2 separate regions of the Mus musculus genome follow, and region 1 is linked to region 2. Evidence: chromatin contacts called from public promoter capture Hi-C data. All regions are on one chromosome and are shown on one strand. Each heading gives the region's core, a stretch centred on a gene start, on an enhancer-like site or on the middle of the called end of the contact. The rest is flanking DNA. Distances are from core to core; before and after follow the strand shown. Region 1 holds the start of Hsd17b12 (hydroxysteroid (17-beta) dehydrogenase 12). Region 2 holds the start of Cwc22 (CWC22 spliceosome-associated protein).

The links. Promoter capture Hi-C pulls out the DNA fragments that hold promoters and counts their contacts.
Region 1: a promoter capture Hi-C map of pre-B cells shows a contact between it and region 2, with 5 times the contacts expected there. The contact joins the promoter of Hsd17b12 here to the promoter of Cwc22 in region 2. A contact is called at or near these places in 2 of 39 promoter capture datasets (cranial neural crest and pre-B cells) and 1 of 484 Hi-C or Micro-C datasets (pre-B cells).

Annotation. Positions count from the first base shown.
Region 1 is chr2:94,154,651-94,161,055 of GRCm38.p6, reverse strand. Hsd17b12 (hydroxysteroid (17-beta) dehydrogenase 12) reads left to right here and starts at 3,147. Exons shown (of 11, transcript NM_019657.4): 1 at 3,147-3,346. The coding sequence starts at 3,187. It overlaps Gm39885 (a long non-coding RNA gene), which reads right to left and starts at 2,892. Exons shown (of 3, transcript XR_866573.3): 1 at 1,614-2,892; 2 at 1,164-1,255. It overlaps Mir670hg (a long non-coding RNA gene), which reads left to right. Exons shown (of 8, transcript XR_003953878.1): 8 at 1-420.
Region 2 is chr2:77,942,311-77,949,504 of GRCm38.p6, reverse strand. It overlaps Cwc22 (CWC22 spliceosome-associated protein), which reads left to right and starts at 3,149. Exons shown (of 20, transcript NM_001362658.1): 1 at 3,149-3,355.

The DNA of each region.
Region 1 (6,405 bases), core at 1,898-4,397, about 16 Mb before region 2:
TCAGGGTCAGCCTAGGGCACATGAGATCCTGCCGAAAGCAACAACCAAACTCAACGTGCTGAACTATATTCAGCTGAAGATCAGATAGTGCAGTGGATGGCAGAGCTGTTAAGAACAGGTAATGAAGACTTGGACCCTTGTCTCAATTGTTAAGCTATGATAGTATTCTTAAAAACATCCAACTTCTATAGAGTTCCCTAATTATGAAAATTTCTTTTATACAGTTTAGTACTCCTGGTTTTGCTGTGCAAATTGAATGTGGATTTGTAGAAATTTGTACCAAAATGTAGAAAAACTGCCAAAGAACTTCAATGGAAATCTTTATGTACTATTACAATGAAATGCTGTTAATTCATGTTGCTTACATTAAAGACTATTTTCAACTTTAAATATTTTAAATAAATGATTCTGAAGTCCCAATGTGGTTGTGTCTGATTCTCTATGTCTCCTATTCCTTCCTTCCTTCCTTCCTTCCTTCCTTCCTTCCTTCCTCTCTTTTCTTTCCCCCTTCCTTTCTTCCTTTCTTTCTTTCTTTCTTTCTTTCTTTCTTTCTTTCTTTCTTTCTTTCTTTCTTTCTTTCTTTCTTTCTTTCTTTCTTCCTTCCTTCCTTCCTTCCTTCCTTCCTTTCTTTCTTTCTTCCTTCATTTCTTTCTTTCTTTTCAAACAAGGTATTACTATATAGACAAGGCTGGCCTTGAACTCACAAAGATTGAATGTCTCTGGCTCCAGAATGATGATATTAAAGTCATGAAACACTATACCCAGCTTCTTATATATTGTTTAAAAGAAATTCTACAGCAACAATTGTTATTTGCCAAGACAGCTTCTGAGAGACTAATAATGAAGCGTTTTCCCATATTCTAGTATAAAAACACTTGAGATTTGCATTAGTTGGCAGTAACAGAGCTAAGAAATCTGTCATGGTATATTTTGTTTGCAGAGTGAACAAGCCTTGTTGTAGAACTGGTTATGAGAATTTAATAGAAAAGAAGGGCAACCCCCAGGTTTTGCATCTCGAAGAAATCATGAGTAGTGAGTGGTTCAGCTAAGGAGATGGGGAAGAAAAAGTAAAGATGTGTCTTAGTGACTGTTCTATTGCCATGAAGAGACAACGTGTTCAAAGCAACTTATAAATGAAAGCATTTAATCAGAGACTTACTTACAGTTTCAGAGGGCAAGTCCATGAACAACATGGCAGGGAACATGGCAGCAGGCAGGCATGAATGACTCTGGAGAAGCAGCAGAGAGCTCACATCTAGTCCACAAGCAAGAGGAAGAGAGAGAGAGCATGCTAAGTTGGAATGGCATGAACTTTTGAAACCTCAAAGCCCACCCCCAATGACACACCTCCTCCAACAAGGGCACACCTCCTAATCCTTCCCTAACTGTTCTATCAACTGCTGACCAAGTCTTCAAACATAGGAGCCTGTGAGTGGCATTGCTGTTCCAGCCACCAGAAGAGGCATATGAGGGCAGGTGTGGAGTTTTATTTTTAAATTTATTAAGCTTGAGTGGAGAATGTAGCTCAGTTGATACACTACTTGACTAGCATGTGTAAAGCTCTGGGTTCAATCCCCAGCACTGAAGTAAGAAAAAAAAATGGTGTCACATACCTGGAATCTCAAACCTTGGGAGGTAGAGGCAGCTTAGGATATTTGACATCCTGTCTCAAAACAAAAACAAACAATAAATGTATTGAGCTTGAGTGGAGATATTGAATGAGCCCCTGGACCTCTAAGTAGAGCCTGAACAGCGACTCCATTTGTTTACTTTATGTCTGTCTCCCTGTCCGCTGAAGTACTTCCATGCTCTTCCAGAGATCAGATTTTTGTGTCCCCTTAAAGCTTCCCTTCAGGGCAGGGGAGATTGCTTGGTGGGTAAAGTATTTGCTGCTCAAGCATAAGGCCTGTTTTCAGAGTCAGGGCCACAGCTTGTGCATCAACAAGTGAGTTTCGGTCACCTGTCCTTCCTAAGTCAGCTAAAACAGTCAAATTAATAGTGCAGAACAGCAGGAAAAGAAAAGAATAAAAAAAGATTTGGGAAAAGTTATAAAGAGACCCAGTACCTTCCACCAAAGCCATGTTTTAGGTTCTGATGTGCAGTTATGGTTTAAGAATGGGCCAGAGTAACATAAATCTAAGCAAGTCAAAGTGTGGTCCAGCCAGCTCACCACTGGCCCCTCATTGCCTCCCCTGTAAGGTGTTCTGGAAGTGTTTGCCCACGTTTTAGGTTTTCTTTTATCCCAGCATGAAGTCCCTTGATGGGGGTGAATCGGTTCCTGTTTTGATTTTATTGTTTTGATTGTCTTACAGTAAAAAGTATAGGACACAAATATCTCTTTAATATCCTCCCACAAAACAAAAATAAAATGATTTTGGTTTTTACTGGACCAGGTCCAATAAAAAAATTTGAGTTTCCCAGAATTGCTCCATAAGCTCTGTTCTTGTAGGATACTTTTCATTCATCTTACAACTGTTAACGCTACTACACAGTAGAGTTTTCTGGAATTCCGAATTATTGGGAACAAGTATAAAGTTCATTGTGGGAGCTAAGGCAGTCATTCAAAAAAATGGAGCGAAAGCGTGCTCTGCAGACAAAGGGGAACCGTAAACCTTCATCTGAAAAGTCTGAGGAATTAACAATCCGAAAGCGGTTATTACTAAGACGTAATCACAAGCACTACTCCAGCTCCTCCCGGACTTCTACTATATTCTTCCCTTTCCGGTTCCATTCCTTCCTGAAATGTGAGCTAAACCCAGTTAGGTATCACTGGCCAATCAGCGCGCAGCCTTCCGCAGTCGTAAGGGCCGCCTCTGCCAATGAGAGATCCCTGCGCTTCGGTGGTGCGAGGTAAAGCTTGTGGGCGGAGCCAAACGTTGAGCGGCTTGTGAGCGAGCCACTGTCTTAATACGGAAATGCGGCTCTGAGCGCGCCGAAGGGGATTGTGGGCGGGGCTACGAAACGAAGGCTAACCAATAGGAGACATAGTACGCTTACAGGAAAGAGAAGTCACCAATAGACACATGGATATGACTATGTAGGCGGGTCTTAGACCTAAAGCGTTCAAAAAATCACGTCTATTCGCTGCGTCTTCGCCGTCACGGCGGCACCGCCTCCTCGTCCCATTCATTCTTTTTTTTTTTTTCCTTCCCCATTCACCGTAGTAGTGAGGCCTAGTCACGAGCCATGGAGTGCGCTCCCCCGGCGGCCGGCTTCCTGTACTGGGTGGGCGCGAGCACCATTGCCTACCTGGCCCTGCGAGCCTCGTACTCGCTCTTCAGGGCCTTCCAGGTGTGGTGCGTGGGCAACGAGGCCTTGGTCGGTCCGCGACTCGGAGAATGGGCAGGTGAGTGGAACCACAAGCCGCGACCACGCTGTGGCCCTTGTTCCCCTGTCGCTCGCGCTCAGCGAGCCCGCTCTGGAGCGCGGAAACTTCTCCAGACCCTGAGCGCACTGGCGGGGTGGGTGATCTGACCTGCTGCTGCCTGGTGGGCACGGAGGAGACCTTTCTTAACTCCCCGGACTTGTCCTGTTGGAGCCCTCCTGGGCAGGCGGCCGGAGTCAGGCGCATTGTCCGCTGTGTCCCTTGCAGTGTTTATTTATTTTTTAAAATAAAGTTTTTCACTTGGCTTGAAAACTGGCCCTGTGCTATGGATGAGAGCATAGGTGAAGATAGGAAGAAGGGTTGCAGGGACAACGATTTCAGAAGTTAGGATCTTGGGAAACTTGATTCTCCAGTTACTTGAATTGGGTTTGTTTCATGTAATTTAACAAGTCCTTTTGGGGAGGGGGGAGGTGGAGGCGGTGTCGGAGGAAATCTTGGTAAATTATTCTGGAGTTTCAATGACTAAGAAGCGCTGTTCTGGGAAAACAAAGTCTTCCTATCGTATTCAGTACTTTTTGCAAGAGTTTGCGGAAAATGTCTTTACAAAAAGTGACCAAAACACGCGAACCTTCTTCTTTTCAGTTGACAGATTTTAAAAATGAGAACGAAGGTCGTATCAGAGAAGTTGAGAAAATCCTAGTTCAGCCCTCTCACCTTTGTTTCTATTTTTTGAGAGAAGGGCTTTAAAACAAACACCCATGTAATCATGATGTATGTGTGGCTCTCTGGTGTTTTGTAACTCACTGTTCACGACTCAAACATTTTATAGAATATTGGGGTGCGGTTGCCTACGGACTAAACACAGGACAGAAATCATGTTACTTTTCAGGTTTGTTCTGTTCATTAAAGAACATTTAAACGACTTAGAAAAGACATGACAGTTAATCTTTTGGGACAACACCCTAATAATAGGAGAAAATATTTCAAGTAGAAATGAGTTTGTGAGCCCCTTTCCTTGATGTGGGGCAAACAGTGATTTTATACAACTTTCCAAAATCACTTTTCATAGTCCCTGGGGGAAAAAGTGCTCGCTGTGATTAAGATTCAGATGATATAATTTCACAATTGACTTGGTCAGTTTCTTTGTTGTCAGCTTGGAAAAAGTTGTTTGTTGGCTTATTTTTATTTTTTTTTAAGTCAATGCAACAGTAATCCCATAGGAAATCAGTTATCCAATAAAATGAAACTTGCAAAGAAAGCCCAGTGTTGCTTTAGCTTTATTATTGTAAATTGTTTGCACAGTCTAAAACGCAGAGTGAAAGTCAAGGGTTTGCCACGTTCAAGGTAGGTTTGGCTCCATCCAGACAAAGGGAAACTGGTAAAAATTAGGAAAGCATTTCTGGCAGATTTAGAAAAGAAATTTGACCTAGAACATTGGGATATGAAAGAGAACTGTGGTGTCATATGGAAGTGAAGTATAGTTGGGGTCAATTGTTTGGGGTTTTGGTTTTTTTTTTTTTTTTTTTTTTTTTTTTTTTAATGCTTAAGCAAAAGAAATGATAAGCAAGATGGCTTAGCAGGTAACGGCACCTGGCCTACACTTGACAGCCTGATTTCCATGCTCAGGATTATCCACAGAGGAGAGACTGACTTCTCTCCACATGAATGCTTTGGTACAGATAGCACCTCCCCAGATAAAACAGCACCCCTCCCCCGAGGAAATGTAAACTAAGTCCTCACTTGTAACTCATAAACATATGTATGTAACCTACATCTTTAAACACTTTCTTACTCTTCAAATTCAGATATTTCAGAACTAGGATTCAGATGAGTTCTTCCTTGGCAGCGGTTGGGTGGGAGTAGCATACTATGTAGAAGACAGACTAGCAGAGGCAGCACCTGGGGTCCCGGTAAGCTGTGGTTAGGCATTGAGCTGGGGAGAGTTGGGATAGTAGGGTTAATGCTAATATGTAGGCAGCATTGTTTTCTCCCTTACAGGATTGCTGTCTCAATCTTGAGTGCTCATTCCTGGGTGATCTGTAAATACATGCTAGTGGGAAGCATTCTTAGGGTGCTCTAATTTCAGTCCGTGATGTTAATTTATCTTCTTCTCTATAGACAGTTAAATAGTTTATTCTGTAGAAATTAGTAGTGGTTCAGTTTTTGTCAACTTGGCATAAGCCTGGGTCATCTGGGAGGAGGACATTTAAGTTGAGAAAATGCACTCATCAGATTGGCCTGTAGGCAGGTCTGTGAGGGCATTCTGCCTATTAGGGATTGATGTAGGCTGGACCATCCCTGGACCCTGGACTGTATAAAACACTTAGTCAAGAAGAGCAAGTGAGCATTCCTGCATGGCCTCTGCTTCAGTTTCTGCCTCCAGGTTCCTGCTTTGCATCCTACTCTGACTTTCTTCCATGGTCTGTGATCTTTCTCTAAGTTGTTTTTGGTCATGGTCTTTATCATAGTAGTTGAAAGCAAACTAGGACATAATTGTTGAATTAATAGGATAATAAAATTATTAAGTTTAGATTGTATAAGCAAATAAATTAGTGTAGATCGGTTCCAATGCCACTAAATGCTATTTGTAGATAAGGATACATTTGGAAAGTTACTATTTTATTTTGCTTCTTTTTTCTTGTTCTTAGTTTGGTATAACACTATTGGGTGGGGCCATGGATCTTATGCTAGTAATCTAGTGTGATTTTTTTTAGGGCAAAAAAACCCCTGCTCTAAGCCGAGTGGTGGTGGCACACGCCTTTAATCCCAGCACTTGGGAGGCAGAGGCAGGCAGATCCCTGAGTTCGAGGCCAGCCTGGTCTACAAAGTGAGTTCCAGGACAGCCAGGGCTAAACAGAGAAACCCTGTCTCGAAAAACAAAAAACAAGCAACAAACAACAACAACAAAAAACCTGCTGGCAGCTTCTTCAGGCTGGGCTCAGCTACCTGTTTCCAAGTAATGGTGAAAATGGAGGAAAGGTTACTGCAGTTGGCCACGTTGGGAGAGGAACAGAGAAAGAGTCCCGTGATCCCAAGTGTGTGTTCAGCCAAAACTTTAGATTAAATCAGGGAGAAATTGG
Region 2 (7,194 bases), core at 1,900-4,399:
ATAGTATATAGTATATAGTATATAATATAGTATAGAGCCAGCATAAGTTCGCAGAATCTCCCAGACACTTAACCAATGACAAAGACACTCATACCCCTAGAGATAGAGCCAATCAATCAAGGGAAAGAAGTTAAGAGTCATCCTCTCCTACCTTAATAGGATTTACATTTGACACTGCAAAGCCCTTACTTTTGTCTTCCATCCTGATGTATGGTGGAACCCTGCATGCAGGTTCTTTGCAGAATAAACACTCTTTCCTGTTGCACACTATTTGAGTCTGGAGTATCATTCTTCACAAATCAAAGACTCTTACATTCTATATGTAGAATCAACTAAAACCAAAGCTCCCGGACACTCCTGCGGGATTATCTTAATCAGATCATTTGAAGAAGGAAGACTCATCCTAAATCTCATCCATACCTCCTGGGGGCAGCCCACATAAAAAGACATGGAGGAGAGAAACTGTTTTTTGTCTTCACCTTCTCCATCAATAGCAGGTTGGTCTATCCTGTTGCTGCCAGTATTGAATCCAACTTCTTGAGGATTCCAACACAGAGTGAAAAACAGCAGCTCTCCAGGAGCCTTCCAGGACTCCCAACACCAGACAGGAATACAGAGACTGCAGTCTCATGGACTGAGGAACAACAGAATTCTTGCCCCTTCCACTGTGAGGCAGCTGTCCTTGGACTATTTTGGTGTTTTAAATAGGTATGCCCACAGAGACCTAATCAATGCTTGGTCCATAGGGAGTGACACTATTAGGAAGTATGACCTAGTTGGAGGAAGTGTGTCATTGTTGGCATCTCCTATGCTCAAGCTATGCCCAGTGTGGCACATAATCTCCTTGGTGCCTGCAGATCAAGATGTAGAACTCTCAACTCCTTCTCTAGCACCATGTCTGCCCAAGTGCCACCATTTTTCCTGTCCATTGTGATAACAGACTAAACTTCTGAAACTGTAAACCAGCCCCAATAAATCTTTTCCTTCATAAGAGTTGCCATGGTCACAGTGTCTCTTCACAGCAATAAAAACCTAACTAAGATAATTATTCATACCACATCTTTTAAGCCAGCCTGATACATCTCTTATTATATATTCATTCTATCAAAACTGCTCTTTTAGAAACTCTAATACACAGTGAGGACCAGCTCTAGAATTTTATTATTCCCTTTGCTTTATTGATATTGTTGTTGCTGGTTTGATTTGCCTTGTTTTCTTTCTGCTTTTGACATGGTCTTGCTATGTAGCCTTGGCTGGCTTGAAACTCACTCTGTATACCAGGCTAGCCTCAAACTCTTAGAGAGCTATCTGCCTCTGCTTCCCAAGTACTAGTATTAAAAGCTCACTACGTAGCCTTGGCTGGCTGAGAACTGACTATATAGATCAGGCTGGCCTTGAACACTTGAACACAGGTCTGCCTCTTAAATTATGGGATTAAAGTGCCTAGCCCAGGATTTTTATTTTGTTTACACCCTGTGGGGGTTTGAATAAAAATGGCCCACATAGACTCACAGGAATTAGGAGGTGTGGCTTTGTTGAGGTAGACTTGGTGCAGTGGAAGGAAGTGTGTCACTGAGGTGGGCTTCTCAGATGCCCACGCCTGGCCAGTGTTTGAACGTCTTCTCCTGCTGTCTGTGGATCTAGATATAGAATTCTCAACTCCTTCTCTAGCCCCCCTACTACTTAGATGCCATAAAACTCCCCACCATGAATTCCACCATCACAATAATGGAATAAACCTCTGTTGTAAGCCAATTAGATTGGCTGTTTGTTTGTTCATTTGTTTGTTTGTTTGAATATAACAATTGCTGTAGTCATGGTGTCACTTTATAGCAGGAGAAACGCTAACAAAGTCATACTATCTCTAGGAAAAGGCTGAAAGCTCAATCACCCTAAAATTATAATAAAGAAGCAGAGCTTACTGCCCCAGGCATTTGATGCCAGCCCCTAGGAAGCAGAGCCAGGCAGATCTCTGTGAGTTCAAGACCAGCCTGGTCTACATAGTAAGTTCCAGGCCAGCCAGGGCTACATAGTGAGACCTTGTCCCTGTTTAAAAAATAAACAAAATTCTTGGAGAAGCCAGGCCTGGTTTACAAAATACTTTGAAATATAAAGATGATGTTGTTTTAGGAAGAGCTTTCCAATCACATTAGCATGCTCTTTAACACTTACCTTTTGGTAACACTGAAAATCAAAGACTAAGGAAACAGTATAATTGAGGCCAGTGCTCTAAACTCGTTACAGATTTCACATTCCAACCCTGAAAGTATCATAAATACAACTTGCTTCTTTTTTTTTTAATTTTTTAATTAATTAATTAATTTATTTATTTTCGGAGACAGGGTTTCTCTGTATAGCCCTGGCTGTCCTGGAACTCACTTTGTAGACCAGGCTGGCCTCGAACTCAGAAATCCACCTGCCTCTGCCTCCAGAGTGCTGGGATTAAAGGCATGTGCCACCACGCCAGGCAACTTGCTTCTTTTCTTTTTTCACCTTCCTCTCTCTCTCTCTCTCTCTCTCTCTCTCTCTCTCTCTCTCTTTCAAGACAGGGGCTCATTATGTAGCTCTGGATGTCTTGGAACACACAGTGCCAGTCTCAGCCTCCAAAATATTTGGAGTAAAGGCAGACACCACCATGTTGGGCCTCCAATTTACTTCTCACTGTCCTTACAACATATCATTTATAATCAGATAGTCTTCCATTCACTTGAATTTAAAATCTTGGAACTTAATAGATACTAAACATTTTGTCACTTTCCCCTCTTCTCCCAAACAGACTTTTGGTAAAGCTTCTGTCAAAAATCTGAAAGGGATCGCTACTTTTTTTATTATTTTCAGGCAAGGTATTATATAGTAAGCCTCTGCGGTAGTTTCATAGTATGTATCTTAGTGTTAAGCTTTTACACTGAAAAAAAAAAAAAAGAAAGAAAAGCTACGGTGTCTACTAAGAGCTACTTTTTATGGCTTTAGAAGATGAGTAGTGTTAGAATAAGAAGCATGCCTCGAAAACCTAGCTCTCAAAAGTGTCTCTAGTGTGACCTCCTATCCGAACGAACTACAATTCCCGTCATGCACTGCGGTCCAACTACAACTCATTTCCGTCCGCGCTGCCAGAGCATGCTGGACTTTGTAGTTCACTCGGACTCACATGTTCTTTTCTCGTGTTCTTTGTAAGGAATGACAGTGTTACTAGCTGGATTGCTTTGACTCAAGGTGTTACTATACCGCATTATCATTAATCGTATCACATACCTGCCAATTCACTACCAGTTTTTCACTAATTTCTCGCGCTACTTTCACCCGGGAAAGGGAACTGACGCTCTTCCGGTATGATGGCGGCGCGGTGGAGCTTTAGGTAATTACGGAACTCTGAAGACTCGGGATAGACTAGGAGCCAGAGTGGGGGCGGCGGGTTGCTAGGTCGCGTGGAGAGGGCAGGGACTTGCGAGTGGGCGCTTGCCCGGTGGGCCTTGCTTTCCTCATGTGGCTGCGCCGTCTCCACCGGCGGCCCGCGAGGTGCCGTGTGAGCCGGCTGGGCCTAGCGCCGGCGGCGGGGCGTGCGTGTCTGGGCCTTGGTCTGGGTTGTCGGTGAACACCTCTCCTGGGAGCACCCTGGGTCGCGTCCCCAGTCGGCGTCCCGGGGCTGGCATTAATAAATTCTGGTAACGCGTTTGCCTCATTCCAGCTTATCCCAGTAGCCAATTCTATTACATTTTCATTTATGGATCGTTTTCATTGACTTGACTGAACCCCTGTCATGTTTAGCCCTAGTGATCCATGTTTCGCATCTTCTGTGTTTAGGTCGCATACGTAGTTAACCTTAACTCTAAAAGCCTCTACTATTTGCAACTTCCAAACATGGGTTTGCAGTTCCTGCCCCTAGCGAGCTGCAGGCCCTACAGTACAAACAGCACTGTGCCAGCTGTTTGACCTGCTCTAAATGCAAGACTTTTTTGATACATTGTAGCCACTTAACTCGCCCCCCCGCCCCCCGGAAGAATAATTTGGGGAAAGGTATTAATAGAAACAGTAACTGAGCCCCGGCAAGCCGTTGGTGAGTTTGCCCAGTGGTTAAAAGCACTCTTTCAGAGGGATCTAGGTTCGATCCAAGCACCCACAAGATGGATCACAACAAATTATAATATCAGATTCAGGGGACTGGATACCTGCTTGCTGATAGCCACTTGCACCAGCAACTTGAACTGTCCCTATATGTATATGAAGGCAAAAAAGATCCATACATGTGAAAATGAGCTACCTTTTCTGTTAATTGTGCTCTGTATTTAAACTGCCTTTTGTTTATTTATTTTTCCTGTTCTCTGTGTAGTCTTGACTGTCTTGGAACTCACTCCTTAGAGCAGGCTGACCTCAAATTTAAAGAGTTCTGCCTGCCTCTGCTTTCTGAGTGCTGGGATTAAAGGTGTGGGCTAGCCGGGTTTAGACTGGTTATTTTAGTTGAGTCCTACCTTGTTCATGACTGGCCCAGTCAGACTCAGTCTGGAAATAGACCAGTTCCAGAAAGAAGTGATTATCGGTAATACAGCAGATTGGAACTAATGTCTTTGAGGGTTTTTCTGTCAGATTTCCCTTGTTTTCTCTGTAAGTCTGAAATTACTGCAGGAACTCTAGCCAGCTTGAATGTGGTGGACAAGGCTCTCCTTCCCAAGTCCCCGTGTCTTGTTAAAAACCGTTAGATCACATTCCTCAAGCTAGCCCCCAAGATCTGTTCCCTGATCTAACCTGCAGAGATCCAGCTATCAAAGCATTGAAGTCCAACAATCCAAAACCTCTCTGGGGTCAACTAATTGACATGCCCAATTTAAATTAAATACCTCAGCCTAACCCCTCTACCCGCTACGCTAATATTTTCCTATATGTATGTCTTCTCTCTATCCAGAGACAGTCCTTTGTTCCCTTGGGACAAATACCCCTTTACCCTCTCCCTTGTTCCCTTCCCCTTCTCCCTCATCCTAGTGTCCTGTCTTTGTCTCCTGTTTCTTGCCCTTTGTCCTTCTGGGGCAAATAAGTCTCCTTTGTGCAGAGAACACGCTCTTGGAGTGTCTTGAGCCAACTTTGAGGTTCCCTACAATTACGAGCAAGGGAGGCCGATGGAGCACTAAGGATTTCAGAAAACTCTCAGGCTTGTTAACACTTTTTCTTACACCTCCCAAGTAAACATGGGAGAAGACAGTTGAATGCTTACCTCAGCACAAACTTTGAAGACATTTTTTAAAATGTTTTTTTTAAAAAGATAGCACACATGGGCAGGGGAGTGGATTCAAACAAGCCTTTGCCTATCGTGCCATGTTAGTAAATGCCAGTGAACAGAAAGGAAAGAAAGTGTGGGGCATCCTTTTTTAGGAAAAGCTTCAATGATTAAAGAATTGATAACTTAGTAAGCGAGACCCAGAATTAACTGTTTTTAATCTATCTTTGAGCCTAACTCAGTAGTGGCTTAAGCCAGGCAAAGTTCAATACTTCCTCCTTGAAAATTTATCCTGTGGGTGCTCTGAATCACTTTACAAGGGGAGGCTCTTTCTAGATCAGAGCTTCTGTGATGGGTGGTCGAGCTTGGTGTCTAGAGGCTACATGGTAATATTTCCTTTACACCAGAATATGCTCAGAAGAAAAAAGTATACAAACATAACTTCTAATGATATGAAAGGTCATTTCTAACCAATCTGTGCAAGTTAGCAGATTTTGTTGACAAAGCTGGGGACCAGATTTGACTTGTGGAGTGCAGACACAAAGTATGAAGTGAAGATGAAGGCCTATGCTACATTCGGGTCCAGTTACCTCTTGGGCACACAGCATCTACTAGTGCTGCCTTGATGCAGATAATGACAGACAGCTTGGTGGCCCCAAGAATAAGGGGTAGAGGAATATTCTTTATGTGATGTCAAAATAACTTGACTCCTCTTCGGATCTAAGATAATCTAAAGTTACCTTCCTGTAGTGGCTATTCCTGGTTGTCAACTTGACAATATTTGGAATGAACTACAATCCGGAATTGGAAGGCTCACCAGTGACCCTTATCTGGAGGCTTGGAGATCCTTATCTGGATCTTGGTTTGAAGATCTTGAGCCATAGTGGCTATGGATTCCAGAAGATTGAATCTCCGAGTTAAGGAACACACCTTTAATCTGGGCTATGCCTTTCATCTGGGATTAAAGGTGTGGTGGAACACACCTTTAGGATTAAAGGTGTGGTGGAACACACCTTTAATCTGGGCTACACCTTTTGCTGGAGACAATATAAGGACATTGGAAGAAGGGAGTCTAGCTCTTGCTCTTGCTCCTTCGCCTGCTTGCTGCGTGAGACTGAGTAACTGCTAGATCCTTGGACTTCCATTCACAGCTGCGACTGAACCATTGTTGGGAATTGGGCTGCCGACTGTAAGTCATCAATAAATTCCTTTACTATTTAGAAATTATCCATAAGTTCTGTGACTCTAGAGAACCCTGACTAATACACTTCCCCTTACAAAACTTTTAGATTTTGAACATGTTATGTATCTGGTACTATCTTAGCTTTGTGTGTGTGTCTGTGTGTGTGTGTTTATGTCAGTGATTGAAAATTTCAGAGATTTGCTGTATCCATAGAAGGCCTTTCATGATTTAGCTTCGTGAGTCTCTTAGGGTCCACATCATTTATGTTCATTTTCTACGTGCTTCCTTTACGGGAATGACTTGAAGTCATCATTCATTTGTTTGTTAGTTTTAAATGTCTTTGAGCCTGTATGTATGTGGGCCCCTGTCCCTTTTCGTTCTGTATGGATAGAATTCCTACTTATCCTTTAGGACTTGGCATTGGTACCTCCTGTTTTTTGTACACCTAGCAATAGTGTGTTTGTAGCATAGCTACAACATCTAGACATTCCTCTACCTAAAGGTTAAGAACATTCACCTTTTGATGTCTTGTGTGTCGTGTAATGTAAATATTACCTTCCTATCCACAGCTGCTGTTTTTATCAGAAAGACTGTATGGTATAGCCTCATCATTTTGAGGTCCTGTATTTTGTATTTTCTCAGTTGTTACAGTCTCAAAGAGACTCTTCTGCACAAATAAGCTTGAACAAATGAAGAAATATTGGGTTTATGATTAGAAGCACTAAAGTGTTTCGTTGAAAGGCACGAATTGTGGTGAGGATGATGGTCTTTTTAAATTAATGTTTTCTTTGGTCTTTGTTATCAT